2 separate regions of the Mus musculus genome follow, and region 2 is linked to region 1. The links are chromatin contacts, called in public HiChIP or PLAC-seq maps. All regions are on one chromosome and are shown on one strand. The core of a region is the stretch at or near the end of the contact, and the rest is flanking DNA. Distances in the headings are between cores, read along the strand shown. Region 1 holds the start of Acvr1b (activin A receptor, type 1B). Region 2 holds the start of Krt80 (keratin 80).

Region 1 (4,848 bases), core at 1,512-4,011:
AGCTCCCCGGAGGCAGAGGCAGAGGCAGAGGCAGGAGGAATCTCTGTGAGTTCGAGGCCAGCCTAGTCTACAAAAAAAAAAAAAAAAAAAAAAAAAAAAAAAAAAAAAAAAAACCATTATCTGAAAAAAAAGAAAAAAGAAAAACAAACAAATAAAAGAGCAGGAAGAAAGAAGGACAGAAGGACTTGGATTCATACTGGATCAGGGAGGGCCCTGAAAAATGACCATTGCTATTCTGATGACAGATAATTTGTATTTGTTAGCACTATATGGATATGTGTAAAGGTGTGCTCGCTCACTCACATGTACACACATGGAGACCAGAGGTCAACAGTGGTCATCTTCTTTTATTGATCTTCACCCTATCTCTATCTATCTATCTATCTATCCATCCATCATCCATCATCTGTTATCTACCTATTACCTATCTATCCATCTATCATCTATTGTTTACCTTTTACCTATCTATCCATCCATCTATCTATTCATCTGTCTGTCTGTCTGTCATCTATCTGGGAGTAAAGGCATGCATGTCCCGATGCACATGTAGAACTCAGAAGACAATCTGTGGGAGTCTGTTCTCTGTGTCAACTCCAGTCATCAGGTTTGGCAACAAGCACCTTTACCTGCTAAGCTATCTTGCTGGCCCACCACCTTACCTTGAACAGATCTTTGTTGAACTTGAAGCTTGGTTGGCCAGTGAGACTCTGGGGTCTGCTTGTTCCTGCCCTCCTACTGCTAGGGCTCACAGATGTGAGCTGTGCACCTGTTTTCTATCTGGGTGCTGGAGATCTGGACTTGGGTCCTTGTAGTAACACAGTGGGCACTTTACCAATTAAGCCATCTCCCCAGACTTGGATGTGGAGACACAGGCTGGGAGAGAAGACTGCCATGTGAAGATGGGGCACCAAGGATTCTGGGAACTACCGGAAGCTCAAAGGGAAGGAGTCATTTCTGAAGAGTTTGATGGAACGTGGCCAAGTGATTTGGGGTTTCTAAGCTTCAGAGTAAACAGAGAATAAATTTGTTATGTAATGCCAACTTTGGTCCAGTGGCCCTCAGTACTGTTGGACCACAGCTGGGGGCCTAAAGGAGGATAGATACAGCATAGTTGGGTAGACCAGTAAGACAGACTTGGAGAAGTAGGCTACTTTTGGGGGGCAGGTCATGATTGAGGGTAAAAAGAATAAAAATGGTGGTGTTTATTTACCCAGCTATGCACTAAGCACCAGTTTGACTTTCTACTTGTGTGTGTTTGTGTGTTGTACCTGGGGAATGAGACCAGAAGTCCTGTTTTCCTTGGGTTCTTTGTGTTGGAGACAATTATAAGGTAAGATGTCAGAACAGCGCCCCCCACCTTTGTTTGTTTGTTGGTTGGTTTGGGTTTTTTGTTTGTTTGTTTGTTTTTGAGACAGGTTTCTCTGAGTAGTCCTGGCTCTTCTGGGACTCACTCTGTAGACCACACTGTCCCAGAACTCAAGAGATCTGCCTGCCTCTCCTCCCTCCCTCCTTCTTGACGGTCTTCTCTATCCCTTGGTCTCACACATGAAACTATCTATGACTTTGAAAGGCTAAGATGTTGCCTGTTTTCTCCTAGTTGGTTATCAGAAGCAGAATACAGATCCCAAAGTCTCTTGTGAGCTCTTCAGAAAGATACGGGATCATTTGCCTTTTATAAGTATTTCCTACTAGGTTTGAAAGTAATGTTTATCTGGAAACTATTTAGAAGTTACTGGAATACTTAAAGGAGAAACAAAAAATTATTTCAGCCTGCCTCTGTGGCACACACACCTTTAGACCCAGCACTTGAGAAGCAGAAACAGGCAGTTCTCAGTGAGTTTGAGGCCAGCCTGGACAACATAATAAGACTCTGTCTCAAAAACAAACTGAAAACCTTAGTAGTAATATTGAGTAATATCGTTCCCTTTTCTCCTACGCATACATGCATACATATCATCCACAAAAATTTATTGTAAAGGTTGGTGTTTACATTTTCATTTAACATGGAGTAACATTTCCTCGCGCCATTAGTTTTTGTAAACCGATTTTTAATCACTAGTGCTCCTTCACATGAGTGAGCCACAGTTTATCTAAGCTTCTATGATTGCTTCTCTAGTTTCCAGCTTTTTCCAATGATAAATAAGCAAGGGAACATTTTGCGTAAATATTTAGCCTCATTATTTCCTGAAGACAGACAGGAGGAAATGCCGGGCAAATGCAATGCGTTTTGTGAAGCTGTCTGATAGGTGCTGTCACATTGTTTCCCAAAATGGTTCTACCTGGCCAGCACCCTCACCAAGGCTGTCAGCCGTGCCAGCCTAGCTACATTTCGAAAACACAGACGCTCGCTCGCACAGGTAGTTGTGTCCAGCTCGCTGCAGCGGGAGGGAGCCTCGAGGGGACGCCGGTCAGGAGACTCTGGCGACGAACCCAGCGGGACACAACGGGCCGGAGGGTCGGGGCTGGGGGAAGGAAGGAGGACGGGCGCCGGCGCGGCCACTCCGCGGAGGGAGGAGGGAGACTGTCGGTCGGCGGACCCGGCCTCCCCCGCTTTCGGCTCAGCTCCGCACGGGTGCGCGAGGTTGGCCGAGGCGAGAGCCTCCGCCCCTTTAACAGGGACCCTCCCCTTTAAGGCGGGCGCACGCGCGCACCCGGCCCCGCCCTTCGGGGGCGCGCGCGGCGGCGGCCGCACCGGCTCCCGGGAGCTCACGTGCCGGCGCGGAGCGAAGGAGCCGGGCGCGCGCGGGCGGGCGGGAGGAGGGAGGGAGGGAGGGAGAGAGGCGCCGGGGGCGCGCGCGCGCGCTGGGCGCTGCTGGGCTGCGGCGGCGGTTACTATGGCGGAGTCGGCCGGAGCCTCCTCCTTCTTCCCCCTTGTTGTCCTCCTGCTCGCCGGCAGCGGCGGGTCCGGGCCCCGGGGGATCCAGGGTGAGTCCGGGGCGGGGATGGGGGGGGGGGGCGCGGGATACAGACGGCCAGGCGAGGCCTCGCGCTCGCCGTGGGGCTCGGGCGCGCCCCCTCCCCAGCCGCGCAATATGGCCGGGCGGGGGGCGCGGAGGGCCGGGGTGGCGCTGGGTCAGCCTTGGGGACCCGCGCGCTCTTCCAGACGGAGCCCGACCGGGGCGCCCAGGGGGTCGCGCCTCCTGCACCCTCCGCTCCCACCCCAGGCTTCCTCGAGATGTGGAGGTCCCTGGCTCCTGCCCTTCAGCGCGTCCGTGCGAGGGGGGTTATTCCCTGCCAGCAGATGCTCCTGGGGGCGCCTTTTCTCCCGCCAAGATTGTGGGGTTCGACGATGGGGGGCTTGTTTCTCCGATGTGTTCTGTTGCCGAGAGCCTATGCGTACCCTAGGCTAGGAGGGTAGGGGTCTCTAAGCCTCCCTTCATCATGGGGTGCCCCTACCCTCTTTCCCCTGCCACCCTGATGGTCTAGGCACCGGAGTCACATTCCCCCTTCTTTCGCTCAGCTCCTTGGGTTCTGCAGGGCACCCCCCTCCCACCCACCTCGGATATCCATGCCTGTAGACGCTGTTTGGAGGAAATGGGGCGAGCAGGCCCCTAAACCTTTTTGGAGATTGGCCTCAGAGCCATTCCAACCCTGTGAAAACCTAGTTCCCCAGCTGTTAATCTGAATCTAGGTGTATGTGTGTTTGCATGCCTCCTCACCTCCCCCACCCCGCCCCAGGGGGCCCATTCAGTTAATCACTCCGAGGATGCTTTTCAGGTGAGATCCTGAAAACTGCTTCCAACCCCCCCACCCCCAATTATTTAAAGACCCCCACGGTTGGACCGTCTCCCTGGCCCTTGGTCAGTACTTTTGCCTTGACACACAGTCCCTCCTCCCGGCACCCACCCTCCACACACACCCCTTACCTTCCAGCCTTAAGGGCCTTGTGTGGCCAGGCCCACCCCCACCTTTCCCAGTACAGAGGTGGAGACGTTTCTGTGGGACACTACACCGGCTGTGTTGTTTATGAGGCTTGTGAGGCTGGGAAGAGCCGGTGAAACCCTAAAATATTTCATCTGGTAGTATTCTCAAATGTGCTTTGGCATTGGGGTTACAGAAGAAGGTTATATTTGGCAGTTGCATCGAAGTGATTATTGACCCACAGATGGATATGGTGAGACAATTAGGGGTTGTATTTGCTGCTCCCATTGTACAAAGCCTTCTGCTTTGGCTTCTCAGCCGCCCCCAACCTTCCAGCAATGGAAGTTCGTGTGTGTGTGTGTGTGTGTGTGTGTGTGTGTGTGTGTCTGTCTGTCTGTCTGTCTGTCTGTCTGTCTGTGGCTCTAATCTGCACGCGCACACACACACACACACACACACACACACACACGAGATGCTCAGGTGGGTCTTGGTTTAGTAACGCAGACCCTCAGTAGAAGACACCATGCTACTTTGGAGTCTCAAAACCAAGTTCACTATCCCCGTCTTTGATGTGTTCTTCCAGAGTGGCGGGGCTTGTGCGTCGGCGGCGGGGTCTTTGTTCACTGGCTAGTGCTTCTGCTAGGCACTGTGCTGAGTTCCCTGTGTTGCTGCTGCTCTGTCACAGGTAACTGAGCGGCGGCGGCAGAGACTGGTAAACCCCGCCGAAGGTGGATGAACAGCCTTACATTTGTGGGGAGAGAGTGATTTTCATAAATAAGAATGTTCTCTGGGGCTTGTGGGCCATGTTTCGAGATCTGTGACAGTGCTGTTTCCCTAGTAGGGTGGTAAAAATAAGGACATTCCGTCTTCAGGTTTGTCGTGTTATGTGTGTATAAATAAATCTCTAAGTCCCTCCAGTGAAATTCATATCCTGCCTCTAGCATCTCCAAGATTTTGAAACAGTCAGTTCCCTGCTGATTTGGTGTC
Region 2 (4,848 bases), core at 722-3,221, 200 kb after region 1:
GTGACATCAGCATTGGCAATCGTTCGAAGGAGAGAAAAGCCACCCATGGGAGCCAAATTACATAGTTCAGCGAAGCACTCCTTTTAAGGGATTAGCCAGGCTTGTCAAGGAGGCACCTCTGCAGGGCCTACCTCTCAGGCCGTGGGTTCCATCTGCAGCTGTGGAAAGGTCTTCTTGCTCCTCCCCCAATGTGGGCATCTTGGATGTAAATGAGGAGACTCTGAACTAGTCAGAAGAGGCAGGGAAAGACACCATTTCTGCCTCAGATCTCTCTCTCTCTCTGTCTCTGTCTATCTGTCTGTCTGTCTGTCTGTCTGTCTGTCTGTCTGTCTGTCTGTCATACACACATACACATCATACACATCATACACACACAGACCTGAGTTTAAATATAAACCGTATCAGTTGTTGGCTCTGTGACTCTGGGCAATGCAATGAGTCTCTCTGGTCCTATTGCCTCATCTGCACAGCTGGGAAAACAACGTTTGTAGTGATGTTAGTTAGCACTGGCCCACCGCCGCCTTGCTACGTTCCTGTGGCATTCAGGCATCCAGGCCACACGTGGCACTCTCTTCTCACTGCCTGTCTGTCTGTACACCCCCACAGCTCAGGACCCCAGAAATGTGCAAGGGTTTGCAGACTCAGAAACCAAGAGGCAGATAAGGACTGGCCAGGGTTCCCTGTTCTGCGCAAAGTCATGAGATGTCTTTCTTTACAGTTAAGGGGATTTGAGGTGAACCTGTGAGGTGCCCTGTGGTGCCTAGCACACCAGTGTGTAGTTCAGTCAGTGCGGCTCTGACACAGGAGGAAGCAGGGCTGGGAGGATTGTTCACAGAGGCTTCTTGGAGTGGTTGAGTGGGCACAGGCTTGGAAGGTAGACAGGACTTCCTGAAGCCCTAGGCTAGCTGCAGGCAGTGAGTCTAGGAAGTGTGGGGGCCATGTTGTTAGGGGCCTGTTCCTTCCACCTAGGTGAGTGCAAAGCAGGCCAACTGTTGGCTGCTGGCTGGATTCTGACACAGTCCTCTACATTCCTTTCTCCTGACAAGCCAAAGTTGCGTCTTTACTCATACAAACTCCATGGCAGCCTCCTTCTGCCCCCGCTCCCACCCCCACCCCTTTGGACCTGCCAGAACAGTGGCTCTACGGATGAATGGGGAAAGCCAGCAGGGTGGGAGGGAGATGCTGGTACAGAGGCTTGGGGTTTTGAGGGCATCTTAGCAGTATCTCCCATCCACCCACCTGGGCAGAAGTCAGCAGGCCACACCTCCATAGGCCATCCCGAGAAGCACCCCTTGACTGTTACAGGGGTACACGGAGCCCTCCCATCCCCAGCCAGGTAGTGCACCCTTATCCAGTACCCCGCAGAGTCACCCTGAAGTTCCTTTCACCCCAGACACCAGGATGTATCAGGTTTCCCTAACCCATCTCTGCAGGTTTAGCCATGCTGCATCCCCATTGGCTGGGATCAGGGGCGGGGCATGACCGATGCTCAGGGAACCACCAGCCAGGTCACCTGGAAAGCCTGGGGCCCTTCTGTTTTGGTGCCCTCTCCCACTTAGCTCACCTTGCCAATCAGGGAGGCAAATTTATCATTGAGAGCCTTCATCTCCTCCTTTTCTTGATTCTTCTGCTGTTGAACAGCTGGATCCACCTTGAGGTCCAGAGGCACCAGCAGGCTGGGGTTCACAGTCACCTTGGGGATGGTGCCAGCTGGCCTGCAGCTTGTGAGGCTTCGAGAGCTGAAGCCAGGCCCAGGGAGCCCACAGCTGCCCCATCCTGAGGTCCCAGGCTGGGGACTGCCCGCAGGGGTCATCTCACAGCCGCTGAGGCTGCTGAAGCCAACGACGCAGGAGCGGTAGGCCATGGTGGCCCCCCTGGGCCTGGGAGCCGGAGGGCTCACCAGTGAGCTAGGGAGATTTGGAGTTGGTGGCTGGCAGCCGCCTCCTGTCACATCCAGGGCCGGCTGGGGACTGAGGCGAAAACACCTGTTGCATAGTGTTCATTAGCTACAGGAGGGCGGGACTCCTCCAAGCCAGACCAACCTGTTAGTTAGATGATGTGGCTCCCGCCCTCCCCGTACCACAGCTTTCTGTCTGCCCTACAGGGGCTCTGCCTTGTTGAAGGGGCTTGTCACAGTCCCCTGCAAGAGGGGCCTGACTGAGGAGGGGGCCTGCGGCCGGGCTGGCTGGGTGGGGCAGGGTGGGGCCGGGTGGTCAGTGCCAAGAAGGCGAAGTTCTGAAGGAAGGAGCAGGGAGAAAGGCGGGCAGCCAGCCACAGATCACGCTGCATACCGAAAGGCTGACGTATCTGGGCTCGCATACTTCTGGAAAAGATGAAGCAAGTGTAGCCCTGAGCTCCAAGGGTGATGACTGCCCTGGGCGCCATGCCAGGCTGTTGTTGGAAAACAGCCCCCTTATTATTTATCTTATCCATCTGTCAGTGTCCCCTGCTAATTTCCCATTCCCTCTTGCCCTCTCTCCCTTACTGAGGACCAGCCGAGTGCACCCCACTGACTCAAGGCCTGCAGGAAGCACATGACCGAGGCCTAGAGCTCTTGGTTTTTGAAACGTGACGTGACATTGGGTTGCGTGCGGAGTCAGCTTGGTTGTTCCCACTGGTAGAAAACCTCAATTATGTGGCTGTATTTTACCCTCATCTGAAAAATGGGCTTAAGATTTCAGTCACAAGCAGAGTAGAGGACCCACTCCAAACAGCTGGCCTGGGTTCAGAGTCCTCTCCCCCCCCCCCCCCCCCCCCCCCGCTCCAGGGGCCAAGAGGGTCTCTGATTGGCTGTAGTTCTGCCTCCAGGTGTCCAGCTCCTTGCCCTGCCTTCTCCTTCACTCTTCTTCCCGTTCCTCCTCCATGGCTACCCGTACAGCTTCTACCTTCTTCATGGAAAATCTGGTACGGAAACAGGCATCAAGGTGCCCAAGGAATTTCTGGAAACTACAAAGGTTCTCAGCCCAGTGCTCAGCCAGGGCCTGCTCTTCCTTATCCAGAGATGGCCTCTTCTTACCCACCCTGCTAGGTCCAGCATAATCTCCCTGAGCTCAGAGAAGGGTGTGTCTGTAAAAACCAAGGGGACTCGGCCTTTGAGGGGACCGAGGCAGTCACACATTTTAACCAGGCATGATGGTTGAGCCACATGACCTACACCTGCCTGGGGTCCAGGCCTGGTTCCCATGAATGGGCACTTCTGGTTCACTTGGATACAGAATTCTGCATCAGGAGTCTGTCTGGATCCTGGATTCCAGGATCTACCGTGGGTAATTGGGTTCCCAGGACAATGTATGCCCTACTTCTGTGGCATGCTATATGTACCCCACTCAGCAGCCTGGTGTGTCTGGTATGGCCGCCCCAACCTCCCACCGTCTTCTTCTGGTATCTGAATGGCATGCTGTCAGATCTAGTGGCATACCCTTCCTGGTCAGCCCAGAGTGCTCTGAGGGGGCAGCCAGTGGCATCTGCGCTTGGTACGGCCTGAGTGTTCTCTCTGTCCTTACCATTGCCTCCATTTAAGGCATATGCCAAATGAATTCACTGTCCTCAGTACAGAGGGTGGGGTGGCGTGCCTGGTCTCAGGGCACTGGTTGTTTATGGTGACTTTGGAAGCCACCGGAAGGGCGGGGGACCAAGAACGAAGCTGGTTTTGTCTCCTTATTGTTTGCTTTGGTCAGGTCGGTTCCTCTTAACGCTCAGTTCAGCCTGTCACGTCCCACTGAATTTGACAGGTTCTTGGTAAGTCACAGTCAGTGGTCACTCCCAGCCGACATGGAGGCCTTTGTCTCTGGGGGCTTTCCTTAGGGATGCTCTTGACTCCCTAGAAGAATGGCTACTGGGTGGGACATGGGAGCTATCTGTTGCCACCCCCCCCCCCCCGGCTCCGAGCTCTCTTTGGGTGCTGAGGTGACTTTGACTGCCACGGCTGTGATTGCCAAACAGGAACAGCAGAAAAAAAAAAGCCCCAAATAAACAAACTCTACAGCTCTGCCCCACCTACTTCTTGGTCCTTCCTGAGGAAGTCCTCCCATGACCCCTAACCTCCTCTGGCTCTACTTCCCTCTCCTTGGCATCCCTGAGACCCATTTGAACAGGTTGTCTCTGACCAGAGGCTTTCCCTCTCAGACTGGAAGGGCATCTACTTTTGCTGAGCTCAGATAGGATCCTCTCCAGGTCTTGTTAGGACCCAGGGCCCCAGGGACTGAGTGCCTATCAAATCAAAGTCTGTGGTAGTAAGGGTAGCAAGAGATAAGGAATGTTGAGTTTCACTGGAGACTTCCCAGGTGCTTCCTGGATATGCTCCAGGCATGCTTGGGTCTGGGCAATGCCAGCTGGCAAGGATATGAGGATCTTTGTGGCTGTCTGGGACTCTGGAGATCTCCTTTATCACTTCCAGTGACCTCTGACCTGTCTCCCTTACTCTTCTCTGCTTCTCTTCCACGATTTCCTGTTGTTCTCTCTGCTCTTCCCTGACCTGTCCCTCATGGTTAGGGAGGAGAGGCGTCTGGCTGGATGGTCTTATAGGAATGGCATTCATGTCTATGTCATAGTTTCAGTGTCTCTTTTCTGTCTTGCTCTCCTTGGGACGGCCCTGGCAGCCTCTCCCTGTAAGAGAGCGGAAAGTGCTTGCTTCGTGAACATCGGTAGGAGTACTGGCCAGCCTTTGAGCCAGCATCAGTGAATCAGGGGAACATGGGAAGAAAGAGTGTCTCGGAACTGCTTCAGGCCTCCACAGACCTGCTCATGTTCTTCCTTCATCTTGGTTCCTTTCAAATGTATTCCTGTGTTGTCCATGACAGAGGACTCTGCCTGCTCAGTGCCTATTCTCTTCCTCGGGGGTCTTCCCTG

What was found. HiChIP or PLAC-seq counts read pairs in DNA pulled down with a chosen protein or histone mark.
Region 2: a contact with region 1 is called in an HNF4G HiChIP or PLAC-seq map of pancreatic cancer cells. The contact joins the promoter of Krt80 here to the promoter of Acvr1b in region 1. A contact is called at or near these places in 2 of 115 datasets of contacts at active chromatin or transcription factors (microglia and pancreatic cancer cells) and 1 of 9 other capture datasets (adipose tissue).

Annotation. Positions count from the first base shown.
Region 1 is chr15:101,171,311-101,176,158 of GRCm38.p6, forward strand. It overlaps Acvr1b (activin A receptor, type 1B), which reads left to right and starts at 2,762. Exons shown (of 9, transcript NM_007395.4): 1 at 2,762-2,925. The coding sequence starts at 2,835.
Region 2 is chr15:101,368,191-101,373,038 of GRCm38.p6, forward strand. Krt80 (keratin 80) reads right to left here and starts at 1,972. Exons shown (of 9, transcript NM_028770.3): 1 at 1,565-1,972. The coding sequence starts at 1,864. All of the region lies in intron 1 of Gm35853 (a long non-coding RNA gene), which reads left to right. It overlaps Mir1941 (microRNA 1941), which reads left to right and starts at 1,162; the gene lies at 1,162-1,244.